Regions from separate parts of the Mus musculus genome. Here all the other regions are linked to region 7. A link is a contact called in public Hi-C, HiChIP or PLAC-seq and promoter capture Hi-C data. All regions are on one chromosome and are shown on one strand. Each heading gives the region's core, a stretch centred on a gene start, on an enhancer-like site or on the middle of the called end of the contact. The rest is flanking DNA. Distances are from core to core; before and after follow the strand shown.

What was found. Promoter capture Hi-C pulls out the DNA fragments that hold promoters and counts their contacts. A called contact is a pair of places that touch in the nucleus more often than the background predicts. HiChIP or PLAC-seq counts read pairs in DNA pulled down with a chosen protein or histone mark.
Region 1: a contact with region 7 is called in a promoter capture Hi-C map of erythroid cells, with 8 times the contacts expected there. The contact joins the promoter of Bet1l here to the promoter of Ctsd in region 7. A contact is called at or near these places in 1 of 39 promoter capture datasets (erythroid cells) and 2 of 9 other capture datasets (adipose tissue and liver).
Region 2: a contact with region 7 is called in a Hi-C map of B cells, with 7 read pairs. The contact joins the promoter of Cars here to the promoter of Ctsd in region 7. A contact is called at or near these places in 1 of 39 promoter capture datasets (embryonic stem cells), 1 of 484 Hi-C or Micro-C datasets (B cells) and 1 of 115 datasets of contacts at active chromatin or transcription factors (microglia).
Region 3: a contact with region 7 is called in an HNF4G HiChIP or PLAC-seq map of pancreatic cancer cells. The contact joins the promoter of Nap1l4 here to the promoter of Ctsd in region 7. A contact is called at or near these places in 1 of 39 promoter capture datasets (erythroid cells), 1 of 484 Hi-C or Micro-C datasets (B cells), 1 of 115 datasets of contacts at active chromatin or transcription factors (pancreatic cancer cells) and 1 of 9 other capture datasets (liver).
Region 4: a promoter capture Hi-C map of pre-B cells shows a contact between it and region 7, with 2.3 times the contacts expected there. The contact joins the promoter of Deaf1 here to the promoter of Ctsd in region 7. A contact is called at or near these places in 1 of 39 promoter capture datasets (pre-B cells) and 1 of 9 other capture datasets (pancreatic islet).
Region 5: a promoter capture Hi-C map of pre-B cells shows a contact between it and region 7, with 6 times the contacts expected there. The contact joins the promoter of Dhcr7 here to the promoter of Ctsd in region 7. A contact is called at or near these places in 1 of 39 promoter capture datasets (pre-B cells) and 1 of 115 datasets of contacts at active chromatin or transcription factors (embryonic stem cells).
Region 6: a contact with region 7 is called in an HNF4G HiChIP or PLAC-seq map of pancreatic cancer cells. The contact joins the promoter of Phlda2 here to the promoter of Ctsd in region 7. A contact is called at or near these places in 3 of 39 promoter capture datasets (embryonic stem cells, liver and stem cell-derived epiblast-like cells), 1 of 484 Hi-C or Micro-C datasets (embryonic stem cells), 1 of 115 datasets of contacts at active chromatin or transcription factors (pancreatic cancer cells) and 1 of 9 other capture datasets (embryonic stem cells).

Annotation. Positions count from the first base shown.
Region 1 is chr7:140,854,621-140,858,333 of GRCm38.p6, reverse strand. It overlaps Bet1l (Bet1 golgi vesicular membrane trafficking protein like), which reads left to right and starts at 1,951. Exons shown (of 4, transcript NM_018742.5): 1 at 1,951-2,113; 2 at 3,169-3,260; 3 at 3,513-3,569; 4 at 3,711-3,713. The coding sequence starts at 2,095. Ric8a (RIC8 guanine nucleotide exchange factor A) reads right to left here and starts at 937. Exons shown (of 10, transcript NM_053194.4): 1 at 780-937; 2 at 442-489; 3 at 1-352. The coding sequence starts at 863.
Region 2 is chr7:143,598,660-143,601,975 of GRCm38.p6, reverse strand. Cars (cysteinyl-tRNA synthetase) reads left to right here and starts at 1,886. Exons shown (of 23, transcript NM_013742.5): 1 at 1,886-1,994. The coding sequence starts at 1,970. Gm15579 (a long non-coding RNA gene) reads right to left here and starts at 1,872. Exons shown (of 2, transcript XR_870064.3): 1 at 1,763-1,872; 2 at 1,118-1,353.
Region 3 is chr7:143,547,131-143,550,432 of GRCm38.p6, reverse strand. Nap1l4 (nucleosome assembly protein 1-like 4) reads left to right here and starts at 1,313. Exons shown (of 16, transcript NM_008672.3): 1 at 1,313-1,391.
Region 4 is chr7:141,325,923-141,329,488 of GRCm38.p6, reverse strand. Deaf1 (DEAF1, transcription factor) reads left to right here and starts at 1,764. Exons shown (of 12, transcript NM_016874.3): 1 at 1,764-2,210. The coding sequence starts at 1,919. It overlaps Tmem80 (transmembrane protein 80), which reads right to left and starts at 1,359. Exons shown (of 6, transcript NM_001141950.1): 1 at 1,223-1,359.
Region 5 is chr7:143,821,066-143,824,502 of GRCm38.p6, reverse strand. Dhcr7 (7-dehydrocholesterol reductase) reads right to left here and starts at 1,336. Exons shown (of 9, transcript NM_007856.2): 1 at 963-1,336. Nadsyn1 (NAD synthetase 1) reads left to right here and starts at 1,651. Exons shown (of 21, transcript NM_030221.2): 1 at 1,651-1,844; 2 at 3,271-3,331. The coding sequence starts at 1,760.
Region 6 is chr7:143,500,662-143,504,206 of GRCm38.p6, reverse strand. Phlda2 (pleckstrin homology like domain, family A, member 2) reads left to right here and starts at 1,683. Exons shown (of 2, transcript NM_009434.2): 1 at 1,683-2,150; 2 at 2,391-2,659. The coding sequence starts at 1,717. The coding sequence ends at 2,391.
Region 7 is chr7:142,386,128-142,389,519 of GRCm38.p6, reverse strand. It overlaps Ctsd (cathepsin D), which reads left to right and starts at 1,693. Exons shown (of 9, transcript NM_009983.3): 1 at 1,693-1,783. The coding sequence starts at 1,716.

The sequences.
Region 1 (3,713 bases), core at 702-3,201, 1.5 Mb after region 7:
ACTGGACTTCGTGGGGATAGCTCCTCTTGCGGTACAGTCCCACACGCTCCGCTAGCCTCACCACCAGGCGAGCCTCTGCTGCTAGCATCTGTGCTGTTGGACTGCTGAGCACAAGATTACACAGGCATTTGAGAGACTCGAGGAGGACATCCATGTCTGGGGACTGTGGGATGGGTTCCTCTGAGACGGTAATGTCAGCATAGCAGGCTAGTGCATGTAAGCTCTGGCGGCTGGCAAATGAGTCCAGGCAGCTGCGGTCTCGGGATAGGATTCGGATAGTCTGCAGCCAGGTGACACGGTGCTTTGGTGACAAGCCCTGCTCCAGGACGGAGACCAGTAGCTTTGCGAGTCTCTGTGGGGTCGAACAAAAGTGGTTCCACTAGGCCCTCTTCTTGGGGTCAGCCCGTGCCTGCCCTAGGAGCCCTTGGGGCTGACACCTACCTTCCTGTCCTCCTGCTGGGCATCATCGAAGGTGAAGCTCTGAGAATGCTGCAGGGAGACCCAGGAGGCTCAGATCCACATGCAGGTAGGACCCGTGCTCCTCGAGTCAGAGCAGACCTCTGAAGCAGCATCCATCGCTCTGAACCTTAAGGCAAGGCCCACCCTAGCCTCCCATACACCTGCCCCACCACACGCCACCACAGAGCCACCCGAGGGACCAGCCCACCACCCACCGCCGTGCTCCCTGCCACCACTCGCACGCACACCCCAGCCGAGTTGCGCGCACACCCCTGCTTCCTCTCTTCCTGAAATTTCCTCGGCAGCCGGATGCCTCTCACCTCCCGGTTGAACGACCGCAGAGCTTCTGTCACCGCATCTTCCTCTCCGGTCTCCAAGGCATCCGCAACTGCCCGGGGCTCCATGGCCCCTGGCACCGGGTGCTGGAAGGCTTGGGCTGGGAAGACGCAATCGGCCAAACCCCGGGGCTCCGCCCAGGTCCGGAAGCCCGGCGTCCACGCGTGAGGGATGCTGGGAGAGCAGCCGAACCCAAGGGTGTGTACAGGCGCCTCCGACTTAAGGTGGAGCAACCCGGCTGTGGTCGCTGAGCGGCTAGTCTTGGAGCGGCGATGCTAGCTAACCAGCCAGGCAGTGTCCTCCTTTTGAGCCCTCCTCTCTAGCCCGAGTTCCTGGCAGGCGGGGGGTGGGGTGGGATGGGAGGGTGGGGAGTGGGGTGTGGCTTGGCCCGCGCGTGGACCGTCCTCTTTACGCTCTTGTCCCCGTACTGTGATAAAAAAGGGAGCGCCGGCTCCTGGCCGCTTAATCAGTTGGGGAAGACGATTCTCGCGATCCAGGCCTTGGAGCTCATCTTCCATAGGGAATAGGGAAAGAGAAGTACAACGACTTGGATGGTCAAAATAATGCACGTGGTTAGCCGGGCATAGTGACGCACGCCTTCTTAAATCCCAGCACTCGAGAGGCAGAAACTAGCAGACCTATCTAAAAAGAATAGCCACCAAAGTAATACGGTTATTCTCAAGAAAATTGCAGAGAAGGAAGTGAAGAACACCCGTGGAAAAGCCACTCCCGCGAGAGGAGCAACGGAGGGGCGGCCAGCCGAGGCGTGTCTGAGGTTAGAAGCGTAGGAGCGCTGTGTAGCGGGGAGCCAGGTCCGCACGCCACTTAGCTGAGTCGGTGCCCCACAGTGACACATACAAACAGTGCTCCAGTGGATGATGTCACCCGCCGTGCTAACCGGCTCTGCCCCTACTCAGTGGCAGGCCCCGGCCGTCTCCTTCACCAGTCTCTTTCGGGTCTGCCTGTCCTCCCCATCCAGTTGGATTTAGCAGCGCCAGAGGCATCCGACTGATTTACTGAGCTGGTTCCTAGCCTCTGCTCCAAATTTGGGTCTGAACACCTGCTCCGAGTAACACCCACAGCGCAGGACTAATATTGCTGACCAATCCGTGGGTCCGAATGCTGGTGGCCCGCCCTTCCCTTATTTACATTCCCGAGAAGCACTCCAGGTCTGTTTCTTCCGCTTCAGAACCTTCTCCCGGAAGTTATTAGCCCGGAGGCGGAACCGGAAGACCCGGGTACTGGTGCCACGTCCGTTGCTGTGCTGCGAATTCCCTGAGTGGGACCCTGGAGGGCGCGATGGCAGATTGGACTCGAGGTGAGAGCACTTGAAAGGCAGTAGAGGTAGGAGGGGAAGTCTAAGTCTGGAGCTGGAGACATCGCTCGTTTCTCGGTGGAAGGACCTGCGTGGGGTGGCGCTTACGTATCCCTGGAAAAACAGGGCCGGATTTCGCCTGGCGCTGCCTTGGAACCCAAGCCGGCATGCCATCAGTTTTGTGTGTGGTTGATGCCAAGAGCTGGAAGCAGAGGGTCCAAGCAGGGTTTTACTAATGAGGGGCCTGAGTGCCTCGGTTCACACACATTCCCCGCCCCCGTGCCTGTGTTCAGTGTGACAGTTGTGATACTGATGCTTCGCCCACAACGATGACTATGCAGTGGTCGGTAGGACACAGCCGTCTGTCTTTCAGAGTCTGGTCGCACTTGTTTGCTGGTGCTGCTGGCCTTCCCCTTAGGTGGGTCACATCGAGGCTGGGTGGGTGGTTTTTATGCTTCAGATCGGTGCTAGTCACACTTAGGGGGGTGATTCTCAACTACCTGTCCCTGTCCATCGGAGTTAGGTTTCCACGAGCACAGTGCTCTGGGCATTCCAGAGATTCTGTGTGGGTTGCAGACATAGGGCGAGGTAGTTTCTACAGTAGAAGGACTTTCTTACACTTACCTTGGATCTGATTTCCAAGTCCTCCCCACACAGCCTTCCTGTCACCTGCTGTGCCACCGGCTGTTCTGTTTTCCCTATGGTCCCTATCAGAAAGTACTGTTTCCCTTTGAGACCGGCCCCACACCCTCAGATGACAATTTCAGCTAAGGCAATATTCACTTCGGTTCAGGAACAGTATACAGCAGGGTCGTGTATGTAGATTGATTGGATCTTCAGGCTCCCCAGCCCGTCCTTGCCTGGGCATGCACACAGGTTCTCACACGACCCATGCTACATGTCTGATGTGTAGGTGGTCAGCCTGTTGGAGCATAGGGTGGGACGTGCTAAGTTAGCAGAAGTATATGGGGGAATGCGCTTAGATGTCTCCACTGGAGTGAGGAATCAGGGACCACATGTCTGAGGGAATGCTATCCTTCCGCCTCTTTCTCTCACAGCTCAGAGCTCTGGTGCTGTGGAGGACATTCTGGACAGAGAGAACAAGCGGATGGCTGACAGCCTGGCCTCCAAGGTGACCAGGCTTAAATCGGTCAGTGGTGGCCCTCTTCCCTTCCGTGAGATACTTTGGTGGGTGGGGCTGAGAGGGGAGGAAGGAGGCCGTGTGCTGTCTGTGGGCATTGCTGACTGGAGAAGTGCTTCAGGTAATAACTTGGCCTTTTTTTTAGCTTTCTCTGGTAATAGGTACTTTTCAGAGTCGTGGGTAAAATGTAGCTGGTCTGAAGGGAAGGTGGGCACTACTCTCTGTGGCTTTGCTTGACGGTGCCTTCTGTATCCCAACCAGCTGGCTTTGGACATCGACAGGGACACAGAGGACCAGAACCGTTACTTAGACGGCATGGTAAGTGCCCGCGGTACGGGTACGTACAAATCATAGTCAGCTCCGCCCACCTGCCGTCTGCTCTGCTGGGTCTTCGCTGCTAGTGTGGTTGGGTAGTCAAGGGTCCCAACTCTATGTGACCCTGTTGGGTCTCTCCCACAGGAC
Region 2 (3,316 bases), core at 637-3,136, 1.2 Mb before region 7:
GTGGACCTGGTTTTGGTTCCCAGTAACCATGTGACAGCTCACAACCACTGGTGTCTCTAGTTCCAGTTGTTGGGGGTCTGTTGCCCTCTTCTGGCCTCCTCAGGCACTGAACAGATGTAAATGCCGGCAAAACATTTCTACATGTAAAATAAAAATTATCTCAAAAACTTTAAAAAGAAAGTACTGGCAGCAAAAATACAGTATTTTTGAGAAAGTTGTGAAGTTAGCAATATATGCTCTGATCACTTTAATATGTTTAATACTTTATGTATGTATATAATGGGTTTGTATATGCTTGGCCCAGGGAGTTGCACTATTAGGAGTGCCTTGTTAGAATAGGTGTGTCACCGTGGGTTTGGGCTTTAACACCCTCATTCTAGCTGCCTGGAAGCCAGTCTTCTAGCGGCCTTCAGCTGAAGAGGTCTAACTCTCACCTCCTGCCTTGATGATAATGTACTGAACCACTGAACCTGTAAACCAACCCCAATTAAATGTTGTCCTTATAAGAGTTGCCTTGGTCATGGTGTCTCTTCACAGCAGTAAGACCCTAACTAAGACCTATGTGATACATTATTTCTCTGCTGCCCATGAAATGAACCAATTCAAGCCTGATTAGAGTACATATAGGCAGGTTTATTAGGAAGCTGCTCTCAGGCGAAAGTTCACTGGCCCCAAGGACTGAGGCCAAGGAAGTCACCATGGTGGGGGAGGAGAGAGAAAGAGAAAGGGTGTGAACATAGAGAAGACAGGAGGAGCGATGAGGAAGACCAAAACATCTGGTTTATATAGGGAAGAGCCTCTGGGGGAAGGGCAGTCCAGCCCCTGGGCTGGAAAGTTCAGGGTTACAGCAAGGGTATGCCAGGTAGGGACTGAGGGATGCTGAGAGAACCTGGAGGCCAGGTTTGCTTTGAAATATAAAATTTGCACCTCAGTCCCTTGTCCCAAGGGTACATAACCAAACAATACATATTACCAAGTATCAATTATTTTTTAATTAATTATTTATTTATGTTGAGACAGAGTCTCTTATGGAGCCATGGCTGACTTGGAACTCACTGAGAACTGCCTGCTTCTCCCTCCTGAGTTTCCAGGAATTAAGACCATGGTTGCCAGAATATATATATACCAGAATATATAATTGTATTTATTTATTTCCCTGCACACACACACAACACATGTCTTTTTCACCACAGGCATGCAAAGCCCACAAGGATCAAAAGAGGGTTAGGATCCCATGGAACTGAAGTTACAACCGGTTGTGAGCAGTTGTGAGTGCTAGAAATCAAACCGGTGTCCTCCAGAAGAGCAGCCGTGCTCTTGACCACCGAACCATCTTCCAACCTCAAAACGGAGCTTTTAAAAAAAAAAAAAAATTGTGAGACAGGGTCTCGCTATATACCTGGCTATGTTTCTAAAATAATACTTTCCATTTCTTCTCATAAACCTCCCTCTGATGGTGTGTCTTGGGAGGCGACATCAGGAATTAAGGAACACACAGGAAATAAAAGGATTCAGGAGAGAGTGTAACAGGAACCACCTGTTTCCAGGCTTGTGTGGCCTTTTGGAGAGTGTCTCAGAAAAAGGCGTCTTCCTCGCCCCTCTCCTCCAGTCGCTGAGTCCCTTGCCCCACCCTTTCCCTTGCATCTCTTTAATCTCTACTCGTTTTGCCCCGCCCCTCTACCCAGCTCCTCGCCCCTCCCACTCCCCCATTTCGTCCCGCCCCTCCCAGCCCTCTTCAGCAGCCCGGGTTTGCGCTTCTCACTGTCTTAGCCCTTTGGTGTCTATTAAGTTCCGCGCCAGCGTAAACCATAGTATTCTCCCATCATGCCCCACGTCGGCGTCAGTTTGCAGTTGCCTAGCTACTGGACATGCCCGGAAGACGACTGGTGGGGCGGGACTTCCGGCGCCGCGGTTGCATCAGATTCTGGAAGGCGTCTGTGGCGGCGGCCGCGGGTCTTGATTCCCAGTGATGGCAGGTTCCTCCGCGGAGCAGGGTGAGGTTTGCGGGATGACTGTGGAGCTCTGGGTACAAGCATGGCCCGAGTAGGCAGTACCGGGCTGGGGCTGTGTGGGCAGCATGGTCCAAGGAGGCAGTGCCCAGGCCAGTGCTGTGGCGACAGCGGTGGAACGAGTGGGTAATGCCAAGCGAGCCAGGGGTTGGGGGCAGCAAGACCCAGGGACTCAGTGCTCAGGTCGGGTCTGTGGGGACAACCATGGACTAAGTGGGCAGTGCCCAGACCAGTGATCCGAAGATAGTAAAGGCTTAAATGGGCAGTGGCAGGCAAAGGCTGTTCGGCAGAGGATCCCTGGGCGGGAAGTGACCAGCCAGGGCTCTAGAGTGGAGGCTATTGGGTTGGGCAGTGGCTAGGTCAGGGCTCTAGGAACAGTGCATGCCCAGGTGGGCAGTGACAAGCTAGAGATCTGGATTAGGCAGTGACTGGAGTGGGCAGAGATGGATCCTCAGGTGAGTAGTATCCAGTCCAGGGCTCTGGGATAAAACGTTCTCCGGTAAGCCTGTGGGGACAGCCGTGGCCCAAGTGGGCAGTGCAAAACCAAAGCTCTGGGGATGGCCAGCGTCTCAATGGACAGTGGCAGGCCAGGACCTGGGGGTGGCTGCCATGACTCCCTGAAGCTAGAGTACTCCTTGGTGGGACCTGACTCCTGTCTTGTAAGTGCCTCCCTTCCTCAGCTTCAATTTTTTGATTGGGTTAAGGCTAAAGTTTCCTTGGATACTCAGCAATAGGAGAGATGGTCCTGTTTCAAATAGCCTGACTCTAGTTGGTACCTGGATGAGACCTCACCACTCCCCCTCCTGCCCTGGCTGGACTTTGGGGGTAAGGCAAAGGCCCAAAGATTGTTTTGGTCTTCTGCCCAAGCAGGTGGGCGGAAGGGCACATGAGGTTGGTACTTAGGGAAGTAGGGCAGAGGAAGCAGGGACTCCGTGTACGCATACATGAAAGAGCTTGGGGATTTATGAAGGCTTTAATCTCCAGTGTGGTCAGCAGTCACCACAGAGACCTGTCCAGTCAGAGCATCACTGTCAGAGCATCATTGGCAATCTACTTTATTGCCAATTGGGAGATTCCCTCAGAAAGCAGTCACTTACGTCACCCCAGGGTAGACCTGGGCCTTGGCAGATCGCTGAAGAGCAGTGTCTTTTCTCATCTTTTTAGCAAGTGGGTTCTAGAAAGAGCAAAGGCCTTGGCCCATATCCTGGAAGGTGAGAAGCAAGCCTTCAAAGGCAGAATGCTTAGTGTAGGTTTTAGTCTCTGTGATGAAGCCAGAAATTAGATGTGAGCTCTGACTTCTCAGTTAC
Region 3 (3,302 bases), core at 64-2,563, 1.2 Mb before region 7:
GTCTACAGATCGAGTTCCAGAACAGCTAGGGCTACACAGAGAAACCCTGTCGTGGAAAAGCAAAACCAGCCACTAACCAATCAAAATGTCAGGAAAAAAAAATGTATGTCAGAAAAAAATGTAAGTAAAAACATACGAGCTTATTTACTTTCCTTAATTTTGTAAGCGAAACTGTTTATACATAGTTCCAATTTAAGAATGAAAGAGAAGTAATACAGAAAAACAATGCTGTAGACCTTCTGGCCTTCAGTAACCACACTTCATTTTAAGTTTTTGTTTTTCAGACAGGGTTGCATGTTGCTCAGACTGGCCCCACACTGGCTACATAGTTGGAAGTGACAAACTGCTCATTCTGTCACCTGTATCTCTTATCTCAGAAGTACTGGGATTGAAGGCATGCATGTTGCACCATACCCAGCTTTGTTTCCAACTGCCCTGTTCGTAGAATTTGTTAGGAAAACACACATTATCTGCAAGCAAGTTATTTATTCTTATCAGATGTTGTCTATTGCTTCAATGAAAACACCATGACCAAAAAGCAAGTTAGGGAGGAAAGGGTTTATTTGGCTTACACGTCTATATTGCTGTTCATTACTGAAGGAAGTCAGGATAGGAACTCAAGCAGGGCTGGAACCTGGAGGCAGAAGCTGATGCACAGGCCATGGAGGGGTGCTGCTTACTGGCTTGTGCAGCTTGCTTTCTTACAGACACCACCAATAAGCCCAGGGGTGGTACTACCCACAATGGGCTGGGTCCTCTCCCACCAATCATTGAGAAAATGCCTTACAGTTGGATCCTATGGAGGCATTTTCTCAAAGCTCCCTCCTTTCAGATAACTCTAGTTTGTATCAAATTGACACACAAAACCAGCCAGTACAGATGTGCTGAACTTTTCTATCAGAAGGGTAGTCCCATGCCAGGCAGGCACTGTAGACAGAGGGTCAGAAGGCCTTGAGAAGTAGGCGGTGCTTTTCCCAGGCCGGGGGAAGGCAGGGAGTTGTAAGTAATCTGGAAAGAGCGTTGCCGATGTGGTCCAGGAAGCTCAAACCCTAGAGGTTGTAACAAGCCCAAAGTCCTACACGCGCGCCCAGCAGCCCCTTTAAAGAAGCACGAACTGCGCGTGCGCCGGAACACACGTCACTACTCTAACTACATATAGCTCGCGGGCTTAGGCTGGACGCCGTGCTCCCTCAACAGATTTTGATTGGATACCGCCTTTCCTAGTGCCTGGTGCAGTTGATAAACAGCTCTATTGTCCATTCGTCGCCCGTTTTGCTCGCAGAGGGTGGAGCCCGGCGATACGGCCAATGGCAGGTGGTTTTGTTGGCGACCACGGCGGTGCAGCCCCGGAGCGAGCTTAGGACAGGCGCCACTGCCGCAGGAGGCGCGAGGTGCGGTGCTGGCGGGTAACGGCGCGGCGGGCGGCTGGCGAGGGACTGGGGCGGAGGAGGCGGAGACGGGGAGGAGTGGGCGGCGCGGGCAGGCCGACGCGCCATGGCGGCGAGCAGAGGCGGGCGGCGACCGGGTCAGAGGTCCGGGTGGCGGGTGGCGGCGGATGGCGGGCCGGTCCCTCCTCCGTGCAGCCCCGCCCCCGGCTGAAGGTCAGCGCGCTTTGTTCCCGCCGCCCGAGAACCCACGCGAAGCGGCGCAGGCGGTTCCTTGAGAGGACAAGGCCTCCCCAGCGAGGTGGGCCTGGGTACGCCTCGTCTCAGACCGCGCCTGGGAAGGAAGGGGTCTACTGGGCCGCCGCCTCGCCCTTCCGGGCTTTGCATGCTCTCCGCACAGTGCCCCGGTCTCTGAGCCAGACCTCACTCTCTGAGCCTGCGGTGGAGGCGGAGCCAGCCTAGTGACACACACTGAGCCTTCAGACCCGGGCGCCCCTAACGGGTTCAGGGTCGTCAGCAGTACCCCTTCTTCCGAGGGTATCCTTGGGGCAAGTTGGCCCGCACTTCCTCCAACTCTGCTTCGCTGCCTCTTGGAGGAATTTCCGCGGTAGCTTCCGGCGCGTGCGCTGCGGTAACGAGCATATGCATATTCCACAGCAAAAAGACTCAAGTTTAAGTTTTTGGTCCAAAAGTTAAATGCTTTTAAGTTACTGCCGCCTTCCTGTCATAGTAGTTGCTTCCTCTCGGTGACTAATCTCCGCTTACTACACACCAGGGGCTCCTTTAAGCTCCTGACGTGTCTTAACTCATTCACAATAGTACGTGATGTAGGTGCAACAGGCTGACTGTGCATTAGCAAGAAACGCCTGGGTTTTGAAGTGGTTCGGTTTGTGGAATATTTGTAGGTCTGACAGATGAGCGTACCTAATCTGGAAATCCAAAATGTGCTCGAAAAGAAGTGGGTTTTGGGACGTTCTGATTTCTTTTCTTCTTCTTCTTTTTTTTTTTTTTTTTTTGGTATAGGAGTATTCGACCTGTATTGCAAATTAAGTCCCTGATAGGTTAAGTGTGATGGTACCTTGCATCTAAATTCAAATAGATTTAATCTGGCTCAGTTTTAATAATAAATGTTTATTATTAAATAAATAACGTATTGAAACAAATATTCAGATGAACAGTAAGATTCAGAGAAAGCAGGGCTTTGATAGGACTAGAGTATAGTTCACCTGTCGGGTAGTCTACAGCTGTATCATTTTAACTAAAGTAGATGCTGTAAAACTCAGTTGTCGGTCTCAACCCCCCCCCTTAGTTGACCAATATTGGTTCACAGTGTCATAACATTTAAACACATTTTGATGTTTTAGCTTTAAATCCCGAACTGTTTTTCACAGTTAATATAGAATAGCTGGTGAAAATAATAGTGATTTTATCGTTTTTTGAAAATTCTGGAATTGTATTACCAAAGTTCTGGGGGAAAATGTATGTATTTTGGGATCTTCTCAGAAATCATGGCTTGTGAGCTGGCCATTTGGCTTTGTGTAGTTGAGTATATAGAATATACCAGTGGGCAATAAATCTCCTGCAGGGGTGGTATTCTTAGAAATGAGGTAGTTCACCACTTTGGTCTGACTTTGTACTTGAGTCTTAAAATGCCCCAGCTAAGATAGATATGGCAGTATACACCTAGATTCCCAACTGCTCTGGAACTGTTTAAAATCTGTCTTGGAAAAACAGCAAGATCCTATCTCACTTTTTTTTTCCTGTTTGCCTCTTGTTAGTGAAAGTATACTGTCCCTGCTAGCTGTCTTTATGTTGTGTATAAAAGTTTATGTTGTATTTGTATAAAAATTTAACTGCCAGTACCTAAAATTTTGGTTTTTGGAAGAAAAAAAATCCTAGACAAGAGAGTTAATTTAG
Region 4 (3,566 bases), core at 515-3,014, 1.1 Mb after region 7:
GTATGCCTTGGAGGTGCTGAGGAGAACTATAAGTGTGCTTGGGATGAGCTGAATGTATGCTATGAATATCTGGAGTCTAGCGCATGCCAGAGGCATGCTATGAATGAATATGTGGTAAGCTGCAGGTGTGACAAGATGTACCCTAGGACACACTGGGTGTGTCACAGCTATACCTGGTTTAAAAAAAAAAAAATCCCATCAAAGCCAACGGACTCAAAGTTCCAGAAAGCCAGGAATTTGAGAACTGGGGAAGAAAAGCAGCTGACCTTGACTTCAGACACCAATCCCTATCCCAGACACCCTACGGGTGCAAAAGAAGACAAAAGACCCAGAAATTCCAAAACCAGTTTGTCTAAGGAAAACAGCTAACTTATCTAGAATGCTCTTAACAAGCACCCTTTCCCTACCCTTAGCTACAAAAACCCCAGTCTAAAGCGAGTGGCCTATTGTCTTGAACTAACTGTGGTCATTGAGTGACTAGATCCTGTGCCCTGATCATCAAATGGCCAGAATTTAACAGCCACGTCTCTGGAACAAGCCTGCTTTAGTTGTTTGAGGTTGACTAAGTCATTTTTTTTCCCTACAAACGTAATTCTTATTCATCCTTACATCTGGGGTGAGCAACAGGGGAACTCGAGTGTATTGTGGATATGCCAGGGGTGAGCTGAATATACGTATATGGTTGTCCTGGATATTCTCAATGTGTAAACCCGGTGTGCCAAGGGTATATCGAAAAAATGAGAGATAGGTGTATCAAGGGCGTACTCGGGGTGAGCAGCGGGTATGCCAAGGGTGTGCTCAGGATGAGCCATAGGTATGCCATGCATGTCAGCTTTAGTGAAATATGGTTGTGTAGTTCGTATGCCACCATAGTGTACTCTGGGTAATCCACAGGTGGACCCCGGGTCACAGAAGGTGTGATATGGTTGTATACAGGGGCGTATCCCAGTGTGTGCCTCAGGTATATCACTGGAATACAGAGACGAGCTTCGGGACAGCCGCCGGGATACCCGAAGTGCCCCCACGCCCAACCGGAAGACACCCCCCCCACCCCTCGCTCTCCAACTCCGGCGCAGAAATCCGGGCTAGTGGGCTTAAGCCACCAGGTTCCGGAATAACAAGGTGACAATCAGAGGAGTTGCAGAGCCAGCCCAGACAGCCTCTCATCGTGACAGCATGAGACCACACTGTCCCTGCGATCGCGTAGCCCCGCCCGCCTCACCTGGCCGCACGGCCGCCATTTTGCCGCTGGGTCCGCCACAATCCCAGCAGCCTCTTGGCCGCACCCTCCCGCCATCTTCGCTCCTCCCGCCGCGCGGTGCAGCGAGCGTCCGACAGCGGCCGAGGCCCGATTCTCCCGTCCGGCAATACTCGGGAGCTTTCGGATAGAAGGAGGCGGGCACTGAGGCTCCGGAGAACTCGGCTCGGAGGTATTCGGCGGAGTTCGGCGAGGCCTCGTGTGGGTTCGGCTTTCGCCGCCCCGAGAGGGGGTTGGAGAAATCCCGTGGCGCCAGGGTCTGTCTGCGAACCCAGACTTCGTTGGAAGCAGGGGAGAAACTGCCCAGAGCCGGCCAGCTCTATCGGTCGGTGACCACAGTCAGATCCGCTTCTTAGACAGCGAGCAAGAAACGCTCGTAAGCTTTCGGGAAGCTTCGGGACCATTCGTATTATCTAGATTCTGCGCTTCGGGAAACTTCGGAGCTGCTCGGTTCTACACTCGGGCCATCAGCTCGGCTCTGCGGGCAGCTTCGGCTCGGTTCGGCGGGCGTCAGACTGCCTCTTCGGTCGCTGCTCGGGCGGTGGCTTCGGGCGGCCTCGGCCCAACTCGGGCGGCCTCTTCGGGCCCCGCTTCGGGCTCGGTGCCTGGCGCTTCGGGCGGTCCCGGACAGCGCCTTCGGGCGGACTCGGTGGAGTCCGTATGGAGGACTCGGACTCGGCGGCAAAACAGCTGGGCCTGGCCGAGGCGGCAGCTGTGGCGGCCGCTGCCGCGGTGGCGGCGGCCGCCGCGGCCGCAGCGGAAAGCGAGGCGGAGGAGCCGGTGTTAAGCAGAGACGAGGACTCGGAGGAGGACGCAGACTCCGAGGCGGAGCGCGAGACGCGGCGGGTCACCGCTGTGGCGGTGATGGCGGCCGAATCTGGGCACATGGATATGGGTACCGAGGCTCTGCCCAGCCCCGATGAGGCCGCCGCCGCCGCCGCCGCCTTCGCAGGCAAGTGCGCCCGCCGGCCTCGCGCCTCACCGGGTTCCCGCGTGCAAGCTCTGAACACATGCACCAGGCACAGGCCACTTTCCATATGCTTTGTGCATCTGTCATGCACATCTGTCTTCCAGGGAAGGCTCTCTTCCACCTGTCCTGCACACCTGCCCAGCACCTGCCCTGCCAGTGCACCTCACAGTGACCTGCACGCCTGCCCTGCCTCTGTCCATGCCCCTGCACCTGACACCTGCCCCCCATACATGCTCTGTACCACCTGTGCACTTCACACCTGCCCGTGCACTCACAATGCCCTGAACACCTACTCTGCACCTGCCCATGCATCTCACAATGACTTGCACCCTTGCTCTTTCCCTGCCCTGCATCTCACAGTGCCCTGCATGCCCATCTTGCACACACACATGCACACGCACAGCACACTCTCACTCCTCTAGCCTTGCTCTGCACTGTATACAGACGTGTCTCCCTTGTGTGAGTGTGCCTCTCTGTTCTTTGTCTGTTTTACCCTTTGGAACTTTCTCAGTACCTACCACCTGCCTTGTCCTCTCCTGCTGCTTCCTGGGAGCTGAGAGCACAGATGGGTCACATGTGAGTTCTGTTCTAGAGGTGCCCCAGGTATGGTCAGCAGCATTACTGCTGGTAGACCTGTCTGTCTCAAAGGCCAGTTCAAGTGTGACATGAGAGGGGCAAGAGAGTCATCCAAGGCAGGCAACCTTGCAAAGGTAACGATGCAGAAACCAGCCTTGCTTTATATTGTGACATGAGCTGCTCCGTGCTGTATCTCCTAGTCTTCCTATGCAGATATCCCCTCCTTCTCCATCACTTAGTTTTCCATTTTTCTCCTTCTGTTTTCTCACACAAAGAGCACCCGATTCTCATGTTTTATGACAAATGGAGCCTTGAGCTGAGCTGTATCACCCTGTACAGGTGATACCACACCAAACTGCCTCCTACAATCCCACCACACACCCCACCCTTTGACCTTCCTGAGTGTTGAACTCCCTACCAATTGGAGCTCTTATATGTTTTATGCTTGTACATGCGAATCCTTGGAAGACCATCATTTTGCCATGCGTCTTGTTTCGTTCTTTCCAGTGTGAAGCTGCAGGCTTGGCATTGGGCTTTTATTCAGGGCACATCAGAGCTGAAGCTTAACTCTGGGTGGGTGTTCAGACCGTTGGCACTGGAACGCAGTGGTGGAGAACCCTTGCTTCCGCGTGTTTTCTGCTGTACCTACCTACCTGAAGCCTAGATCCAGTCACAGGAGTGAGGGAAGCTTCCTAGAGCTTTAAAAAAAAAGATATATATATATATTTTTATGTGTATATATGTGATTGCAGGTGCCTGCAA
Region 5 (3,437 bases), core at 87-2,586, 1.4 Mb before region 7:
TCTCACGCAGCAAGCAGGCAAAGGAGCAAGAGCAAGAGCTAGACTCCCTTCTTCCAATGTCCTTATATTGTCTCCAGCAAAAGGTGTAGCCCAGATTAAAGGTGTGTTCCACCACACCTTTAATCCCAAATGAAAGGCATAGCCCAGATTAAAGGTGTGTTCCTTAACTCGGAGATTAAATCTTCTGGAATCCATAGCCACTATGGCTCAAGATCTTCAAACCAAGATCCAGATAAGGATCTCCAAGCCTCCAGATAAGGGTCACTGGTGAGCCTTCCAATTCCGAATTGTAGTTCATTCCAAATATTGTCAAGTTGACAACCAGGAATAGCCACTACAATACACTAGCAAGATTTTATCGAAAGGACCCAGATGTAGCTGTCTCTTGTGAGACTATGCCGGGGCCTAGCAAACACAGAAGTGGATGCTCACAGTCAGCTAATGGATGGATCACAGGGCTCCCAATGGAGGAGCTAGAGAAAGTAGCCAAGGAGCTAAAGGGATCTGCAACCCTATAGGCGGAACAACATTATGAACTAACCAGTACCCCGGAGCTCTTGACTCTAGCTGCATATGTATCAAAAGATGGCCTAGTCGGCCATCACTGGAAAGAGAGGCCCATTGGACACGCAAGCTTTATATGCCCCAGTACAGGGGAACGCCAGGGCCAAAAAGGGGGAGTGGGTGGGTAGGGGATTGGGGGTGGGTGGGTATGGGGGACTTTTGGTATAGCATTGGAAATGTAAATGAGCTAAATACCTAATAAAAAATGGAAAAAAAAAGTTGTATCTACTTTGATTGGTGTTACCCAAACGCAAAAGGGACAGGAATGAGAAAGGGCTCAGGTTGATGCACAGGGAATCCAGACTGCTGTGAGCCAAAGAAGCAGGACACACCCATTCCCTCTGTGAGCTCTCTGTGAGCTCCTACTGACAAAATTGACACAAATTAACTGAACACACCTGCGAAGTGGAAACTTTGAGAGATCCCTTCCATCAGACTGGCCTGTGCTTGTCTGTGGAGCATTTTCATAACCGATGATTGATGTGACGGCCTTGGCCCACTGTGGGTGGCGCTACCCCTGGCTGGTGGTCCTCAGTGGTGCAAAAAAAAAAAAAAAACAGGCTGAGTAAGCCTTCAAGCAAGCCAGTGGGCAGAAGTCCTCTTTGGTCTCTGCTTCAGTTCCTGCCTCAACTTCCCTTCATTACAGACTATGAGCTATAAGGTGAAGTGAGCCCTTTTCCTCCCCAGCTGCTTTTTGCCACGTGTTCATCACAGCGACAGAAAGCAAACCTGACATTACTTTTGGTGGCAGAAAACAAGCCTTTCATGACCTATCAAAAGTCGCTCAGATGGCAAAGGAAATGATCCAGGACGCTCTGACCTTGGGCAACAGCGGGACGCTGAGACAACCTTACTGCGCAGGCGCTCCTTAGGGCCCTACTTTAAAGGGTGCGCTTTGTGCAGGATCTCCGCGGGGGCGGGGTCTCACGGAAGGGCGCGCACTGCGAAAGTGAGAAGGGGTGTGGCTGTGGAGGGCGAAAGGACGGGGCTTCCGGGTAAGACACGGTCTGCGCCGGCGCAGTTCTGGAGGCGGTGCAGAAGCTGGGCTATGACGGCAGAGGGGCGGGGCTATGGCGAGCCGTGGGGAGGGGCCTCTAGGAAACCAAGCTACGCAGGCGTAGACCGGACAGTCCGGCTAGTATCTTCCCTGTGGTCTCCGTTATTACACCGTCCCAGCCTGGAACCTGTAACCAGCATGGGCCGGAAAGTGACCGTGGCCACCTGTGCACTCAATCAGTGGGCCCTGGACTTTGAGGGCAATTTCCAGAGGATTTTAAAGAGTGAGTTTTGGGGTGGCGGGAGACAGGAAGAAGTCAAAGTCCACAATGGGTAGGACATGGCAGTCCAGGCCAGCTTTGCCCAGGAGAGACTCACAGCGCTGGGCGTGGGAACAGATAGAAGGGTAATGCTTGGTGAGCTTTCAGGGCGACTTCCTAATTTGGGGGACATGTGAGGAAGCAAGGCAAGAGTGGAAATAGGAGTGCCCTGCCAGCCAGGCAGACACTGCCCTCATCCATCCTCTAGGATCTGGTGGGTCTCTCTAAGGTTACCTGGGGCAGGGCTGCGCATTCTTGGAACTGTTTCATTGAGATCTAGGCGTTTGCAAAGACTAGAGATCCGTGTTCTAGGGCTCCTGAGGACATTCCTCATGGATTGGCATTGGGAGAAGGCATACTGAAGCCAGAAGAGGTCTCAGGTCAGAGAAGGGTGTTGGCGTTCCATATACCTGTATTGTTGACATTCAGGTCAGCTCATCATTGCCCCCAGAAGATAGAACTGGGGATACTCTGTGCCCAGCTGCAGACTGCTCACCTCAGGTTATCCGTGCTGGAAGCCTCTGCAGGAAGGCTAAATAGGAAAAACAAGAAACAAGCAAAACAACAAGAAAAACCCAAATGTATTATTTATTTCATGTACATATGCACGCCATAATGTGCATGTGGAGGTCAGAGGACAACCTGCAGGAGTCAGCTGTCCTCTTCCACCTTGTGGGTCTGAGTGAGCAGTTCTCAACCTGTGAGCCACAACCCCTGTGAGGGCCAAATGACTCTTGGGCAAGGGTCAAATATCAGATATCGAGCCTCTCAGATATTTACATTATGGTTTATAACAGCAAAATTAGTTGGGGGAGGGGGCAGACGGTCACCACAACATGAGGAGCTGTATTGAAGGGCCATGGTATTAGGATGGTTGAGAACCACTGGTCTAAGTGAACTCAGACTTGTCAGGCTTACCAACGAGTGACTTTACCTACGGAGACATCTGGCTAGCCCAGGCGTTTTTATTTTTTAAAGTAATTTTTGACCTGATTTTGTGGTCAGAGTCTATGTCTTTGCGGTGAAGATGGGCTGCCTTGCCTGCATGTTGGCAGCAGCTCTCAACCTGGGTGCTGGATGCTGACACCAACCTAGGGATGGAAGCCTTCACATCCTGTCTACAGCTTTTCCTTATAGCCAATTTGGGTGTCTGCTTAATGATTATCCATTAAGGTGTGGCTTACCCTCCTAGTACTAAGGTCACCCTACCCTCCCTGTTTCTGAATACCTACACGTGGGTATAGGTGCCTGTTGTCCTCTGCTATTAACAGAAAGGGCTGTAGTTGGTTGGAGCCTGGCTTTGGCTGTATCTACCACAGCAGCCTGCTTTTTCTACCTTTTAATGTATCCTAGCTGCTGAATCCTTCTCCCTCCCTCTCTCTCCATATAGGTATTCAAATTGCCAAAGGCAAAGGTGCAAGATACAGGCTTGGACCAGAACTAGAAATATGGTATGGCTAAGCACACCGGCAGCCCCAACCCCCACCCTTTGGAGGGCAGGTAGTGGAACAAAAGATGGGAAGAAATGGGGCAGAACTGAGAGCAAGAAGATGCATT
Region 6 (3,545 bases), core at 434-2,933, 1.1 Mb before region 7:
CCTGTGAGGACTGGGAACCCAACCCAGGCCTTCTGAAAAATCAACAAGTACTCTTAACCCCGGAGTCCATCGGTCCAGTCTCAAGTTTCTTTTTATTTTTGCCTATGTGTGTGTGTTCTGGGGGGAGGGGAGGGGAGAGCAGGAGAGAGCTCCCTGGAGCTGGAGTTACAGATGGATGGTTGTGCGTTACCCAACTGTGAGCAGGAACCAAACTTAGGTCCTCTGCAAGAACAGCAAGCACTCTTAACTGAGCCACCTCTCCAGCCCCTTTACTTCATTTTTGCTTTGCGGCTTTGGTTACTCTCGGGCTCACTGTAAAACCCAGACTGAGCTAGATTGGTCCTTCCTGCCTCAGCCTCCTTATTGTGGTATAAACCTGCCTTAGAACAACACTAGGCCACCGAACTGGAGTTTTAGGCTGTCTCAATTGTTTAAATGGAGGAACCTGTGTTTTCACTGGGAGCCAGTCCACCTAGAAGCATGGTGTCTGGTTTTCCAACAGCCAGGGGTGGAGGTGGCGGTGGGGATGGGGGAAGGGGTGGAGGTGGGAGAAGGGGTGGGGGTAGGGGGAAGGGGTGGGGCTGAGGGTTTCCTTGTAGCGCCTCTGTCCTCCATCCCACCCCAGCACCCCTGCCCCCATCCCACCATAGCAGGGGACTCCTGGGGTCCCTAGGCCAGTCCCTCCCCCATCCCTGGGAACCCTGGAGGAGCTGCGTCTGCTTCCTACTACTATTAAACCTTTAAAGGCAGAGGGTAAATAAAATCTTGCACTGAAAGGCGATGACTCAGCCGCCCCCGCCGCCCCCGCCGCCCCCGCCGCCCCCGCCGCCCCTAGCCCTTAGGTCGGTCCCCTCATTCCCCAAGCTAGCTTTGCTAGCTCCCGTCCCCCCCCCCCGCCCCCATCGTGAGTTTCCAGCACGTCGAGGTTGTACAGTCGCAGCCCGAGGTGTCTGTAGCCTAGATTGGGGCACACGGGAAAGAGGCAGGCCTTTCTCTTCACGTGGCTGAGCACTGCAGGGTGCTGTTCCTCCTCCACTTCTTCACTGTCTAACTTACTAAAAGGTCATTGTCCCATTTTACAGAAGGGAAAAGAAACTGAGATAATTTCGAGGTACAACTTTGGGGAGCAACTTGGGTGATAAAGCCTGTTGGGGCAGGGCTACTTCCCAAGAAAGTCTAGTGGGTGGCCTTTGGATGCTCGCCCAAGGTGGGAGGAGACGGTGGCCAGGGCTTGGAAAGAACCCGTGAGTCCACGACCCGCGTGTTCGGTCTCCCCGTGAGTGGGATTCTGAGCGCGGTAGTTCAGTCTAGGGGTCGGGCGCTTCCCAGGTCTTCCCGGCCCGTGAGTCACGAGGGGCAGGGACCGCTGAGGTGCATTCCTCTGCAGGCAGGGCCGGAGCCTGGGCGGGGAGGGGACCACAAGTCACTCCACCTGGCAGCTGGGACGTTGGGGCTGGAGGGAAGGCTCGGGGCTCCCGTCAGAGAGGCGCCAATCAGTTCTCGCCCCCCACCCTCCGTCCTCCGATAAGCGGTAGCTTCAAGCAATGGGTAAGGGGCAGCCTGGGGCGGTTGGTGGGGGGCAGCTCCGAGAGCCTGCTTGGGATTGAGAGTGCCCGACTCCGGGGCGTGTCTGGGCTGCGGGGCGGAGTCCTTATAAAGACCACGCCGCGGCCGCGGCCCGCAGCAGAGCGAGCGCATTTGGTGCAACCTTTCGAAATGGCTTCGAAAATCGTGATGTCTTCGAAAACCGTGAAGACCTCCGACGAGATCCTTTGCGAGGGCGAGCTGGAGAAGCGAAGCGACAGCCTGTTCCAGGTATGGAAGAAGAAGCGCTGCGTGCTCACCGCCGACCGCCTGCGCCTCTTCTCCGGGAAAACCAGCCCCGCCAAGGAGCTGTTTTTCCACTCCATCCTCAAGGTGGACTGCGTGGAGCACACCTCTAAGTACGTGTACTTCACCATCGTCACCAACTATTACAAGGAGATCGACTTCCGCTGCACGGTGGAGAGCTGCTGGAACGCGGCCATCACCATGGCGCTGATCGACTTCCAGAACCGTCGGGCGCTGCAAGACTTTCCCCGCTACCGGTATCAGCGCTCTGAGTCTGAAATGCCTTCCGAGCCGGGAGAGCAGAGCGCTCTGGGTCCGTGGTGAGTAACAAACTTGTCCACGGCGTCGGAGTACGGGGCATGGGGAAAGTGAATGGGGGTCATGCCTCCCAGTGGGGAAAACTTCGATTTTAAAAGCCACGGGGAGGGGGAGGGGGGAATCCTACGTCTTTGAAAACCCTTTGGAGAGGGGACCTGGAACGCATGGCAGGAGCTGCTCGGCCCACCTGGAGACTTAAAAGCTGCACCCGGGCAGCTCCTGACTCAGTCTTCTCCCTACAGAAACGCACGGGACCAGTTGAGCCGGGAACCAGCCCACGCTGCCGCATCAGACAGGAGCCCAGGAGCCCAGGGGATGCCCCGGGTGACGCCGCCGCTGCTCTTCACCGAAGATATTCCCGTGCTTGCTGAGCCTTGCCCCGCTGTGCGGGTGCGCTAACTTATTGGACCGTATTTATATTGGTTACCTGCTTCCAACCCACCATTCCGTGTTAATATTTTTTATACCATATTTTCATTCCAAATAAACAATGTCACTTTTCTTTTTTTAACAACTGTGTGGTCTGTGTAGTTCCTGCTGGGGCGAATGTGTGGAAGGGTGGGAGTGAAAGGGTCTCCTATCTGGTGTTATTCCCTCTCCACATCCCGGGAACCATTCAAAGTGCCTTTGAGGGCTGGAGAAATGGCTCAGCGGTTAAGAGCACTGACTGCTCTTCCAGAGGCCCTGAGTTCAAACCCCAGCAACCACATGGTGGCTCATAACCAACCATCTGTAGTGAGATTGGATGCCCTCTTCTGGTGTGTCTGAAGACAGCTTCAGTGTACTTACATATAATAAATAAATCTTGAAGGAAAAAAAAAGTGCCTTTGAATGAACTGTCATCTGCCAGTGGGGCTCAGAGCCTTGCCAGGTCAGGAAGTAGGTCTGGGTGTGGTTTGGCCACCTTTTGCTCCTGGGTGTGGCTTGAAAGGATACTGCTGGTGGCGGGGATTGCTCAGAGTTCACTCACTAGTTAGCACCTCCTGGACATCTGAGAGGTTGCTCTGTTCACTAGGGTGGCTGCCCTCATTGTCCCCTCCCACCCACATACCGTGTGTCCAGCAGTGAATTCAAAGGCCCATTGATTGTTTACTCATTGACAACCTCCATCACTGGACCACAGTGGTTTGAGACAGCCCTCCTGTCCAGGGCCCAGGAACAGGGACAGCACACTGTACACATTTTGTCACAGACGGGAGGCAGGCCTGGCTGTCTCTAATGATGGAGCATTGAGGCCCAGAGTTGTTGCCCTGGTGTGAAGCCTGAGAGCTCCCCAGACATCTGTCCTACCTCTACCCCACTTCTTGGGTCACCTGCCAGGTATCAACTCTGGCTCCTCACCTGGCTGTGGTCCTGTTAAGGGGCTCAAAGTCTGTGTCAGGTGGGCAGGCAGCCAG
Region 7 (3,392 bases), core at 444-2,943:
ATTCTAGACACTATGGCCCATCCCTGAGGTCTGTCAGGTGAGGGGATCAGAAAGCACACACCTGAGCTTTCATCCCTGAGCTTTCCAGGTCCAGTGGGGTAGCAGCTACAGGACTGGGTGCATCTAGGTATTCACTCACACAGACTATATGGGGAAACCCAGGGACAGAGGCAGCTAGAATTCTTTGCAGAAAATGGACTGCAGAGAGCCCCTGGAGGTCCCCATCAGTCTCTTACCCTGTGGCTTATATGAGCCACACATGAGCACAGCTGACCGCTATGTCCTGCCTCCAGTCATGCCGACACACATCTAATGGATGTCTCTATTGGCACCTGAGCACCCTGCAACACTATTTATGGCAGGGCTGGGAGAGCCAGCATGGTGCCCCAGAGGACCTTTCCCATTGCCCACCCATGGTCCAGCAATCATCTCTAGATAGCAACTCTAGGAAGCAAATGGCAACTCCAGGGCCAGACCCTGTCTCTTGGGCTACCAAAGAATAGTCTTAGATTCAAAGGAGTAGAGGGTCAGATTCCAAGATCTTAGGGCAGCTCTCGCCCTCACACCCAAGCTTTAAGCAATGTGTGGAGTGCTGACTGTGGAGGCAGGATCCAGGCTGTGGTGACCCACGTGTAGCTATTAACACTGACCCTGAGTGGAGAGCCTTGGCAGAGGTCAAGTGCCCAACTTGATGTAACTTGATGGGAATTGTAGCTTTGAACCTGGGGAACCAGAACAGCTCATGTGTCCATGTGTAGAGTGGACTTAGAGGCATCCACCTCCTCAATACAGGTAGAACATGTCCAAAAGCGCTCCCGGGATCAGACCCTGGCAAGGCTCCTCTGCGTTCCTGTCCTTGTATGGACACCACCTCTCAGAGAGGACATTCCCCTTAAATGCCTTTCTGGGCTCAGCTCTCCATGATGGAGAGCTGGACTCTGCCTCTCTCAAACAGCACCCAATTCATTTGCTGACACCAAGCAGGGCATTAAAGAGTGAAGTAGTTAAGACCCAAGTGGCGATTGCAACCCTGGTCTCATCTCACTGTACACCCTACCCCTTGTATCAATAGATGCATAGTCCAGGACTAGGCCTGCAATCAACATTGCTACATTATGGAATGTGCATGTTAGGTGTTCCAGCTTAAATAAAAAGGGTGTTGCTCTGGGGAGATGAGTAGGTAGTGGAGCTTTGAAGAGGGTGAAGTTTGCTGGTCCAAGAGTCCAGAGAGGCTCCAGGGAAATTCTCAAGGAGGAACAGAGCTGAAAGAGAAAAGGCTTAGGTTTAAGCTGGCATCCAGGAGAGGGTCAGGGCCCAATCAGACAAAGACCACATCCTGGTAGTGGGCACCCCAATTATGCAAAAAAGACAGATTAAGGGAGGGGCGGAGCTGAGGGCAGGATCCGCCCCTCTGGATGCTTCCGGGCCTGCCTGGTCTTCCTTCCCCCACGTGACCTGTATCCAGTCATTCTCCGGTCCCAGGAAAGTGGGCGGGCGCGTTCCCGAGAGCCGTGCGTAGGCCTGGAGTAGGGCACGCCTGCGCCCGGGCAGTGTTGGAGGCGGGTTCGGGTCGCCCCGCCCCTCGCCCGCGTCTCACGTGACCCGTTGAGGGCCAAACAAGCGGGTCAGCTGACTCCGCGGGACTGCGGCGTCATCCTGCCTATAAGCCGGCGACCTCTGGCTTTAAGCTTTGCTCTCTTCGGGCCGCCGCGACCATGAAGACTCCCGGCGTCTTGCTGCTCATTCTCGGCCTCCTGGCTTCGTCCTCCTTCGCGATTATCAGGTGAGGACCCGCTCTGGGTCCGGAGATGCGGGGCTCGTCACCTGGAGTGCCGCGTGCTCCGGCCGTGCTGGAATGCACCTGTGCACCCAGCGCAGCCTTCCTCAGGGTCCCACAGACTATGGGGCGAGACACTCAAAAGGCAGGGGTCTCCTGGGCCCCTCTCCACTCCTATGACTCCTATGGTCGAACAGGAGGGTACAGTAGGGTGGCCACAAGTGGGTCTGACTCCAACCTCGCCTCTGTGTGTGTGTGTGTGTGTGTGTGTGTGTGTGTGTGTGTGTGTGTAGCGGGGCGGCCGCTTCTGAGGAGAAGTGCTGCCCCATGGATAGGATTCTGTTGAACCCAGCTGTGGAAGTTGGAAAACCTAGTAGGCCCTTGCCCCCCTGAACTTCCTCAGGCCTTTCCTTTTAAGGGACCCTGTTTGACAGCTGTGCACTGGTGCATAGCCCTAGAAGTTTACTCAAAGATGATCCCCCCTGTCCTGGGTGGTGAATCTCTCCTCCTCCCTCCTGAGTTGCACAAGTCCCAGAGAGAGAAGGTATGGAGTGGCCCAGTTCAAATACCTTGGAGCTGAGGTCTACCCCACTGGGGACCAGGCCCTTCTCAGGCCCGTGGACTTGGCCTTTGTGCTAGATGAGGTCTTGGTGGTAGCCCGTGTGTTTTCCCACTCTGTGAGTCCCTGGTCGTGGCAGGTGGCTGAGGCCGTAGGCTGCGGGAGTAGAGCTGGCTCTGCCGGCTGGGCACCAGGGTTGGGTGGGAAGGAGCCCAGTCTGTAGGCTGCAAGCTGTGGGTGGGTAGCCTCAGTGGAGCCATTGTAGGGAGTGGCCTAGGCTTGATCCTGCCCTGGGCTTGCCTGCCCTGCCCTCAGGCTTCTCTTCTCTGGGAAGAGGTGTTGTGGACTCCAGGATCCCTGAGACTAGGCACCAGAAACAAAGCCACACTCTTAGGCTTGTTGGCATGTTTCCTGACCTTTGCAGGGTGTGTGCCTCCCCTAAGCCCCAGGCCAGAAGCCTGCCTCTTCCAGCCCACTACTCTTAGGCAAGACTCCTATGTCTCTCAGAGCATGCACTGTGCATGCCAGGAAAGGTCAGCTGTGACCTTGGCTACAAATCCCTGGGCAGAGAAGTTTCAACAAGTGATTACAGATCAGCTCTCCTTGGGAACAGGAGCAAACTGGGGGTGGGGGGTGGGGTGGTGGTGGAGAGGTGACCTGGAGGGCAGGGCAGGGACCCCTCTCCCTCTGCTATCTAATGGTGGCGTCCCCTATTTAGTTGTCTGCATCAGGGCTGCAGGGAGCATATAAGGGCCTTGAGTCTGTGGTGGTAGGGCATGTAGGTTTCTTGGGTGAGAGTTGCCAGATTGTGTGCAGGGATGGCTAGGGAGAGCATGAGGAGTTGGTGTTGAAGCCTCTTGGATGGTTAGGGGAAGAACCTCCAGGGACTGTCCAGGATGATAATGTCACTGCAGGCCTGGTAGGGGTGGTTGGTGGGGCTCCTTTTTGTAGAGTCCACGTGGGAACCGATGTGGCTAGGGGCCAGGTTCAGTGGATCAACCAGAGTCCCATGGTGCACCTTGCTTTGGATGCACCTGTTCCTCCTCCTCCTCCACC